2 separate regions of the Anas platyrhynchos genome follow, and region 2 is linked to region 1. Evidence: chromatin contacts called from public Hi-C data. All regions are on one chromosome and are shown on one strand. The core of a region is the stretch at or near the end of the contact, and the rest is flanking DNA. Distances in the headings are between cores, read along the strand shown. Region 1 overlaps SAMD12 (sterile alpha motif domain containing 12). Region 2 holds the start of EXT1 (exostosin glycosyltransferase 1).

Region 1 (5,172 bases), core at 802-3,301:
CAGCTTGGAAATGTGACTCGTAGCAAGTGGAAAATCAGAAAGCAGATCAATCTCTCATACTGATTTTTCACCCAGCCTTATGATTTTGCGGAGGGGACTCTGACTCTTGTCTGCTGCTGAGACTGACAATATTGTCAATATTCTCCGAGCTCTTGCAGTATATTTTATTGTCAACATCAGGGTCGCAGATTTTATACAAAAATAAAACTATTGATAGATAATATCAGGGTAGAAATATGGGGGAAAAAAAAGAGAATACTTCTAAAACTAACTGCATGTGTGTGCAAGAGCATCTATTTTTAAATATGCCCTGAAAGTCCCTTTTTTGCAGGATTATGAATATGCATATGTGTCTCTGTGTGTACATGTACGCACATATATACGTGTGTTTGTGCTGATAAGTGGTCTTGCAGAAGAAGAGACAAACCTGCACGATCCTGCAGACGGCTCTGTTAGATTTATCTCAAAGGCTTTGATAGCTCAGGCTGCTTAGTGCGTGTTTATGATTCCCGTCCTTTTGATTTTCAAGGCTTGGTTTCACATGATATATCCAAACTCCTCTCCTCTAGCCAGGAGAGAAAAGTACAGGGCAAAGTTTTTCTGTAATTATAGATGTAATAAACCACTTTTATATTTCTTCAGAAGCAGTTAGCTGAGAACACCCATAAGCTTAGATCCAGCAATCTACTATTTTAAGATTGCCCAGAGCAAGTTAATTTTAGGTTTAGTGCTTTGTAATTTAACTAGAGAACTGCACCTAAAATCTTAAGATTCAGTTTTGCAGACCTTAAGAAGATTTGCTTCTTCAAGTTTGTTATTATTTATAGTTGAAGTGCGTTTAATAATTTGCTGTGTGCTCAAAGCTAGCGCTGCAATCCCACTTTAGTTAATGGGGGTTGACAGCATTTTTGTTTTTTCTCCGGGGGTGTTTTAGAGACACTGTATTGCGATCTTGCTCTGATCTTAATGAGATCCAGCCAGGAGTTAGAGGAGTAATGCCCCCTCCACACACACACGCGCGCGCGTGCACACACCCCAGAAATTCAGTGCAGTCATTTTGTTGTTCAAAGCAGTGATTTTGGAAGTGGCCTGCAGCCTCTGGGAGTCTGGGGATTATTGCGAGGGGCTGGAGCGAGGCAACCAAGGAAAGACAGCTTTTGTCAGCTGGCTTCGGCTCTTTATACAGGGCCTGCACCTCCAGAGGGTGTTTGTTGGAGGTCTGCAAACCAGCACTGGAAAACTGCACGATGTGTGTTAGGGAGAGCAGGAGCTAGGTGAGGGCAAGGGGATGGTGGGTGTGTGTGTGTGGCAGGCAGGGGATGCCCATAGTGCTCAGTGGATGATCCCAGCTGGCCAAGCTGCTTTTGTGCTTTGGGGAAAGAGCCAATATCCACCTTGCTAGCTTTCCAGAGATGGACAGCTACAGGTCATAGAGCAAAATCCAGAGGAAAACATCCATCCACAACCCGAGAAATGTCTGCACTACTCTGATACCGTGGTCCAAATGCTCCCTGCAGCCCTGCTTCCAGCGTCAGTCCCATTTTTGAGGGCAGTCAGTTTCTCAGGATTCCTACAGGAGTGAGACATGGAGAAGCAAACAGCTTTCCAGCCCCAAGACCTCAGCAGCTGTTCCGGCCCATCCGAAATAGGTGCAAGTTATCTAAAAGTCAGACACCAATTTCCATTTATTCAAGCACCCGAAGAGACTGGAGGAAGAGGCAGGGGAAGGATTAACCTGTGCTTGTCATGCTTTTAATGGTGTAGAAATGCAAGTCGTGGCTGAGCAGCACGTTGACAAGGCTGTTCCCAGCTTGATGTGGAAATCTGGCAGTTTTGTACCACTGGCTGTGGGGATGTCGTACCATCAAATTCAGCTGTCCTTGGTCACCTGGAAGCCTGTTTATCTAACAGTGGTTTTCCAAACAGAAAGATTGTGCAGGAGAGGCTCTGACACTTGCCCCGTGTGGCACAGGCTTGCTTCCTCTGCCTGCGGTGCCTTCAGACAGACAGCAGCCCAGAGGAAACGGTGAGGCAGAAAAAAAAAATGGGAGGAAAAAATGAGCAGGGTGAAGGCCTTGAGTGTCTTTGACTGCATCTTAACCATATTAAGTAGAGAAAAGTTTATGCCATTCAAGGAAAAAAAAAAAAAAAAAAGGAAAATGTCTGAGGAAACACGTTTCAACAGCTAAAGATGAGTCAGCATACAGGAAGCCAGCTCACATGACTGGCGAGTACAGTGAGATTATCGGTAAATCTTTTTTCACACTTTTCCTCCCCCTAAATTGCAGGTTAACGACTCTGCTCTTAAAGACATACCCTGGGAGCTAAGCCTGAAGTGTGTCGCTTTCCTGGAACCGTGGATTTCCCTCGGTCCTACAGCAAGGATGGCCCAAACCCCAGGAGTCTCCAAGACACAGAGCACCTCACCCACAGGCTATGCTTTTTTTATATGCCCCAAACGATTTCTGAAGCTCATTTGCTAACAGTGGGGTTCAGGATACAGCAGCTTTGATTTCACAGGGAGTGTTTTCAAGGCCATCTTTTAAGCCCTGCACAGAAAGGATTTTCAGCCCTCTTAGTCGTGAGTAGATGAGCAAAAAAGTGCAACTGTAGGGCCTGGATTCACTGCATCTGTTGAGGCACCTAATATCGAGGATAACCACACTTCTAATTTAGAAGCGCCATCATTAATTTAGGGATCTAATGTAATTAAGGGTAATTAATAGTCATCATTAATTAAGGTGTAAATTAGGTGGGGTGAATCCAATTGTAAGGTCAGAGGCTGGTTGATCCGATTTCTATCTGTAGCAGGGGAAAGAGCTCTCAAGAAGCTCTTCCAACTCTCTTCCGAAGATCTCCTGTACCCTACCTTGCTCAGCTAGCGATGCCAAAAAAACAGCATCCCTACTAGCCCTGCTAGCACCCGAGGTGAGTCGGAGAGAGCAGTTGGGTGTTTACCCGAGATGAAATGAGCTCACGTAGCGTCGAGAGCCAGCCTCCAGCTCGGATGTACCCGGCTGCGTGGAGAGCCAGGCTGATCAGCCCCGGGGCTGAGCTGCACGATCCCACAAGGAGTGGATCTGCCTCTCTTCGCCCCAGCCCAGAAGCCATGCAGATTTCAGCTCAGATGGAAGGGGAGGGTTTGTGCTGCTCTGTGGAAGCTGTTGTGAAGACAGTGGGAAAATGTTGGGCTCCCAGGCTGTCAGTCTGGCATCTTTCACAAGAGCTGATGGTTTACTGGGGAGGTGGGGAGCTGTTTTGGTTTGTTTTTTTTTGCGTGTGTGTGGGTTTTTTTTCTGTCCTTCTTCAGGGTTGCAATATACTTGCTAGAACGGATGGAGGCACATGCACTGGCAAGCCTGGGCGCTAATCCTCACGGGATGCCCAACTGCCTCCCTGCCTGGGTACGCCGCGTTCATCGGCGTAGGCTGGCAGTGATGCAACGCCAGCCAACACCCCGAGTGGTTAATGCTCTTGACATAACTTGACTCCAGGAATGACTAAAGCCTGGACTGCTTTAACTTCTCTCCTTCCTCATCTGCACTTATTCACCTGGATTTTGTGCCCCTGATGCAAGGCTGTAGAGTCAGAGCACAGCTCAGGAAAGGAAGGTGTGCCTGCATTGTTCCTCCAGATAGACCTGAAGTGGGAACACAGAGAAGGAAAAAGTTCTCATTTAAACGAAATTCATCAATGCAGAGCAGTAGAGACACAATAATGTTTGCCAGCCAGCTCAAGCAAAGCTCCCAGTGACTTTGAGTTCAGGCTGAGAACCTTTTCAATGTGCCCTGATGGGGATTTCCAAGGGGGGGATCCTAATACTGCAGTGTTAAGCCCTTAATAGGCACTTATTTAAGTGGCCCAACTTTCAGGGTAACTCAGCTCTTTCCACTCAAGTTTCTCTGCAGATGCTTGAATCTGGTAGGAGCTGTTGTGGGCTCAGCGCTCTTTAAAAAAGAATGGGGGAAAAAATTCTGTTTTGCATTGGCAAAGCACAAAATGATGATTTCTACTCACCTCCAAGCAAAGGGTAATAGCGGATGTTATGTTCCTCTAATCTCGCTGATGACTATTTTTACAAAACAGACTACAGTGCATTTACTAGTACATGGTGAAGGGGCATAAATAATTTAAACAACAGTTGTCAAAATAAATGAGCAAAGTGCATTTTGTGATAAATTACACTTGCTTTTTTAATGTGTTTCTCACTTAGTTGAAAAATTCAGTAATTTGCAATGGATCTCCCAATCATTAAAGTGAATTAGCAAGACTCTACGCCCTTAGCCATAATTCTAATCTTAACTGGAAAGGAAATATTTAGTATTATTTTGCAAGGGTTCCTCCTTGATATTCTTTTACAGCCACAATCTTACAGCGTAATGGAAGTTATGTATGTGTCCTGGTGACTTGGATTTTAGAGCGGAAAGCTGATTATGAGCTGTAAAGAATTTCGTCTCGCACAGAGGATATAATTGTTTTACAGAGGGGTGAATGACAATTCATGTTGCAGACTGCTTCAGTCTTTCCATTGGTATGCGGGTGCTAACAGAATTTGTCCTTGCTTAAGGAGTGCGTAATGGGGAGTTATTCTTTAAAAGTCTAATACCAACATTAATGTATACACAGAGCATTCATCTGCTCAATTTGTCTGCTTGCTTGTGTGTAGGTTATAAGTTACATGAAACTCCACTGTTGTGGGCCTTTTATATATGTGTGTGTGTATATATGTATATATTCACACACATCTAGGCTTGCTCTCCTTTATAGTTATGCAGAACTGTTTTTACACTTCCTTTCTCCTGAAGACAAAGGAGGCTGCCACAGTTGAGCATCCCTGCAAATCAGAAGTGGAGTCATTTTTCTGTACCACTCTGTGGGTGCAGGAAAAACAAAAAAAAAAAAACAAAAAAAAAAACAGCACAACAAACACAGCAGAAAACTCACAGAAATTGGCAGCAGGCTTCAGGTGCCCTAGTAATAATTGAAAGCATTGTTTTAAAGCATTTGATTTGCCAGGAGTTATGGAGATGACGTTACTTTTTTAAATAAATCATCCCTGATTGAGTAGCAGTGCTTGTCCATTTCAGTCTTACCTTGAAAGCAAAGAACAAATTTCCCATAAGCATTACTCAGAATACGGAGAAACAAAACAGAAACTCTTAAACGCAGACT
Region 2 (5,172 bases), core at 690-3,189, 47 kb after region 1:
GTGAAACCCCGGCCTCCTTCCTTCAGCTGTCCTCCCTACAGTCAAATTGTTTGTATGGGAATTGTCTTCTCTTGGCGCCAGCCACGAGATCAACCCCCATTTCCTGTCGGTACCGCGTCCTCCTCTGCTAGGCTCTCCTCTGCTGAGGAGGCACGACGTCTTCACGCCTGTTATCTTCACATTTCTTCTTCTCAGCTCCACAGAAGCGGAGGGAGATGAGGAGGAGACACGATAGGAACCCCAAGGGCATGGAAGAGCATGGGGACGGGCACATTTTTTGTCTAGACAGGGGTTGTGGCCTTCAGCTGGCTTGACCCAACTCTGCTCCGGCACAGCAGCAGGAGGGTGGGAGGTGGGATCGCAGCAGGGGCAGGCCCACCCGTTACGGCTTTAACATCGGTACGAGCAGCAGGACAAGAGGCTGGCACAGGTTTTTCCATGGGATGGTTCCTTGGTACCTATGGCTTGCGCAACCAGCTTGAAGCCCGCCCCATCCCATTCCACCACCCTCAATTACTGAGCTAGGAAGGCCTGACACCTGTACACCGAAATATCTGTGGTGTTGCTGCCCCTCGCAGAGTCGTGTGTGCGCAGGCACTGCTGCCACAAGTCCTGCTGAACTCCTGCCACCTCCTGCAGCCTGGCCGTGCCTTTGGGTTCGCCACCCAGCCAGCAGCACAGCTCCCTCCAGCAAACCAGGCTGCTGGTTACGGAGTTAAAACACCAAGGAGCGGGTGAGATCAAGCACAACTCTTAGCCCAAGGGATGTTTGGGTGCTGCGGGAGCTCCCTGCAGCAGCACCTGAACACTGGCAGCTGCTCCCCAGCCAGCCCCATGAGGTTTGGGGTGCTCATTCTGGAGCACTCATCATAGAATCACAGAATCATTAAGGTTGGAAAAGCCCTCCAAGACCATCTGGTCCAACCATCCCCACACCACCAATGTCACCCACTGAGCCCTGTCCCCAGGCACCACGTCCAACCTCTCCTTGAACACCCCCAGGGACGGGGACTCCACCACCTCCCTGGGCAACCCGTCCCAGTGCCTGACTGCTCTTTCTGAGCAGAAATGTCTCCTCATTTCCAGCCTGAACCTCCCCAGGCACAACTTGAGGCCATTCCCTCTGGTCCTATCACTGGTTACCTGTGAGCAGAGGCCGACCCCCAGCTCCCCACAGCTTCCTTTCAGGCAGATGCAGAGAGCAAGAAGGTCTCTGTTGAGCCTCTTATTTCATTTTATTTCATTTTATTTCATTTTTTCCTCCCATTTTTGAGGTTTCATTTCTTGTTTTTACAAAACCAAAGTATAGTGGCACGTAACAGGAGGCGGCGGCCCTGGGCAACCATATCTCCTGGGTGATGTCCACATTTACCTGTGTTGGGGGGGGGGGGGTGGGATAAGATCTTTAGGGTCCCTTCCAACCTCAGTCTTTCTGTGCTTCTACGGTAAGTTTTACTGTTAGAAACCCTTTATCCTGGCAGGTTACCCTACCGACCCGTGCAATAAGAGCCAGCTCAGCGGGTGACACGGGTGGCAGCGAGCCCGGCTGCACAAAGAACCTCAGGAAGAGCAACCAGGCGTCGGAACCGGCTGCACCGGGGGGCGGTGGAGCCCCTGTTCCTGGGGTAAAATCGCTCGGGCGGGGACGCGATTTGGGAGCACCGAGCCCGGAGCGCGCTGCCCAGCACCCGGTGCCGCGGGGTCCGGTCGCGCCCCGCCGGCGCCGCAGCGCCCCCCGCGCCCGGCAGCTTTATGAATGGGCGCAGCGGAAGCCCCGCCCCCCCGGACGTGACGCCCAGCCAATGGGGGCGCGGGGCTGCGTGGCTGGGTGAGGTCAGCGCGGCGGGGCCGGGGCCGGGGCCGGGCCGGGGGCGGCGGCGGCGGCGGCGGCGGCAGCGGGAGGGGGGGGGGGAGGCGGCGGCGGAGCCGGGCGGGGGGCGCGGGGGGACGAGGGCGAGGAAGAGGAGAAAGGAGGAGAAAGGAGGAGGAGGAGCAGGGGGCTGCCGCCGGTCCCCGCCGCCGTTCCGCGGAGGGCAGCTCGGGGCGATGCAGGGCTTCGTCAGGCTGTGAGCGCCCCGCCGCCGGCAGCCCGAGCAGCAGCAGCAGCAGCAGGAGGAGGAGGAGGAGGAGGAAGGGGAGGGAGCGTGGCGGAGCGCCGCGCACAGAAGGCGGGAGCGGGGCTGCCCCGGTGCCCGCCCCGCGCGGGGGGCCGGCCCCTGAGTGCATGCGGGGCGCCCCGCCGGGCCGCCGCCGGCCCCAAGCCGCCCGCCGCTGAGAGCCCGGCGGCGAGCGAGTCCCGGGCGGGCGGTCGCCCACATGCGCGGCCCCAGCCCGCGGCTTGGGGAACGGCGCCGAGCGGAGGCGGGCGAGGGGAGCTGGAAGCGGCCGGCGACGACGGCAGCGGGAAGATGGCGGAGCGGCGGAGGAGCTGAGAGCGGCGCCCGGAGCAGTGGGGCCGCCCCCGCAGCCTTCCTCCGCAGCCCCCCGGACCCCCCGGCGGCCACATGCAGGCCAAAAAACGCTACTTGACGCTGCTCTCCGCCGCCACCTGTCTCGCCCTGCTGCTCTACCTCGGAGGCGTGCAGCTGCGGGCAGCCCGCGCCCCGCCGCCCGCCGGCCGGCATGGGGCTGCCCCGCGGCCCGGCAGCGAGCAGCGGCCCTGGCCCCGCTTCCCCGACGCCCTCCGCTCCTTCGGGGAGCCGGAGGGGGCCGGGGGGGGCGGCGGGGCCGGCCGGGTGTCGCCCCGGCAGCGGCGGGACGGCAGCGCCGGGCTGTACCGCGGGCGGCGGTGCCGCATGGAGTCCTGCTTCGACTTCGGCCTTTGCCAGAAAAACGGCTTCAAGGTCTACGTGTACCCGCAGCAGAAAGGGGAGAAGATCGCCGAGAGCTACCAGAACGTGCTGGCGGCCATCGAGGGCTCCCGCTTCTACACCTCCGACCCCAGCCAGGCGTGTCTCTTCGTCCTCAGCCTGGACACGCTGGACCGGGACCAGCTCTCCCCGCAGTACGTGCACAACCTCCGCTCCAAAGTGCAGAGCCTCCACTTGTGGAACAATGGTCGCAATCACTTGATTTTTAATTTATATTCCGGCACCTGGCCCGACTACACCGAGGACGTGGGCTTCGACATCGGCCAGGCCATGCTGGCCAAAGCCAGCATCAGTACTGAAAACTTCAGACCCAATTTTGATGTTTCTATTCCGCTCTTTTCTAAGGATCATCCTAGGACAGGAGGGGAGAAGGGATTTTTGCGGTTTAACACCATCCCTCCTCTCAGGAAGTACATGTTGGTATTCAAGGGGAAAAGGTACCTGACAGGGATAGGGTCAGACACCAGGAATGCCTTATATCACGTCCATAACGGGGAGGATGTTGTCCTCTTGACCACCTGCAAGCATGGCAAAGACTGGCAAAAGCACAAGGATTCGCGCTGCGATAAAGACAACACCGAATACGAAAAGTAAGTCAGCGCGCGGCTCCGGGGCCACAGTGCCGGTGGCAGCCCTCGGGACAGGGGAGAGGCTCCGTGTACCCCTCCGGCTGGCCCCGAGCGATGCTTTGGGTCGGGGAGCAGGGAGGGAGGTGGTGGAAGGGGCCACGGGGGACGTGGCTGCGGCTCGCATCGCCTGGGGACCGGCGGAGTGCTGGTGCCCTCGGCTCGGCGGGCGAGGATGCTGCTGGAGGATGCTCGGGCACCTCAGGCTATCCTGCATCCCCGTCCTGCCTCTCTGGGTAAATGCTGTGCGTGAGACAAAGTTTGAGGAGGGCTGGAGTTGGTGAGAGCGGTGGTTGGGCTGGTGTCCGAAAGCACTGCCTGCTGCCCAGGTGGTTTCTCCGTGTGGTTTCCCCGAGGCAGCAGCTTGCCTCCCGGGCTGGTTTCCCCTTGGCTCCAGCTGATACAACATCAGAGGAACAAGGAGGAAAAAAAAACGCTGTCTGTGTGAATGCCCCGCGTTGGAGTTCCTGATTTTTGTGTGTGAGGGAACGCGTCCGTGGTGTGAGCACAGCTCGCGTTTCCCTTAGCGCTCCTGGCTTCCCCTGATACTTATTATTTGTGTTTGCTGGCGCCGTCAGGTTGCTGCGCTGTTACCTTCCCGGCGCGCTTCTCAGGTCTGTACAAAGAGCTGCCGGGCAAAACGCTTCCTGGGAATTACCTCCGGAGCTGCGCTGCTGATGAAGCTGTTTGCAGCCCCTTGAAATGCTGACCACCGCTGCATCTCCTGCGGGGTGGACGGACGCGAAGTTTTTAGCATGGGAACGTGCCCCGTGGAGCCAGGCGCCGCGTTAACAGAGCAGCCTCGCGCCGCGGAGCTGCCGAGGGCTAGAGGAAGGGGTTTGCAGCGCATGGGGGACGTGGGTGGGAAAATACTCCTGGGGAGGAGCGGTGGAGAAACCACGGTGCCATTAACGCTGATCAGAATTTGCAGTTGGCTGCCCGGTTCCCCACCGAAAGTAGCCACGGGGCTTGGAGAGGGATCGGCTGGGTTAGCACCAAAACACCAGGAGGGCTGCGTGTTCCTGGGTGAACTTGGTTCGCCTTCCCGTTCCTGTAAATTCCCCCTAAAGGGGGAGAAGGCGGCAATGCAAATACTTCGTACGCTTTTAATGCCATTCACTTTCGGGAAACTGGTGATGGAGTGATGAAATGGTGCAAAAAAAATCCAGCGGAGGTACCAAATGATGAGAAATCCAGCAGAGGTGCTAAGCTAAACTCACACTGCTGCTGGTGACCTGGGAGTCCCTTTGGCTGCCCTGTAGGGCACGGTTATAGGGACCTGGGCTGTGGCGGAGAAGAAGGCAGACCCGGCACATTTCTCCAGGTCATGCTGTTGTCTGACAGGGCTTGGAGCAATTTGAGCTAGTTTAAAGATCTGAAAAGTCTTGATTATTTGTTCTGTTGTGCAGAACGTGTGTTGTCAAGTTGTCATAAAGCAAACACCAGCCGGTTGTTTGACGTGAGTATGGCCTTTTTTTTTTCTTTTTTTCCCAGTTACAGCATATGGCCTAGTAAAAGACAGAGCTCTCCTCATATTTTCTGGCCTTCCTAAAATGCCTTTGCAGCTTGTTTCGTAGGGAAGAGCGTACATAACCCTCCTTCGTGCAAAAACCAGTCTGGCTCCGAGATGCGGCTGTATCTGGGGTGGTGCCTGGTGACTTCAGCATTCGCTCACG

Evidence for each region. Hi-C and Micro-C count contacts between places; a contact is called where the count stands out from the background.
Region 2: a Hi-C map of liver shows a contact between it and region 1, with 1.6 times the contacts expected there. The contact joins the promoter of EXT1 here to the enhancer-like site in region 1. A contact is called at or near these places in 2 of 8 Hi-C or Micro-C datasets (liver and skeletal muscle).

What each region holds. Positions count from the first base shown.
Region 1 is chr2:14,043,255-14,048,426 of IASCAAS_PekinDuck_T2T, forward strand. The region is part of intron 4 of SAMD12 (sterile alpha motif domain containing 12); the gene reads left to right. Among named protein-coding and RNA genes, the nearest start is that of EXT1, 47 kb to the right of the region's middle. Within about 2 kb of position 2,052, at least 1 of the 8 cell types and tissues checked has an H3K27ac peak or open chromatin away from gene starts, as enhancers often do.
Region 2 is chr2:14,090,406-14,095,577 of IASCAAS_PekinDuck_T2T, forward strand. EXT1 (exostosin glycosyltransferase 1) reads left to right here and starts at 1,940. Exons shown (of 11, transcript XM_027452634.3): 1 at 1,940-3,460. The coding sequence starts at 2,505. It overlaps LOC119715746 (a long non-coding RNA gene), which reads left to right and starts at 3,471. Exons shown (of 2, transcript XR_011807356.1): 1 at 3,471-5,172.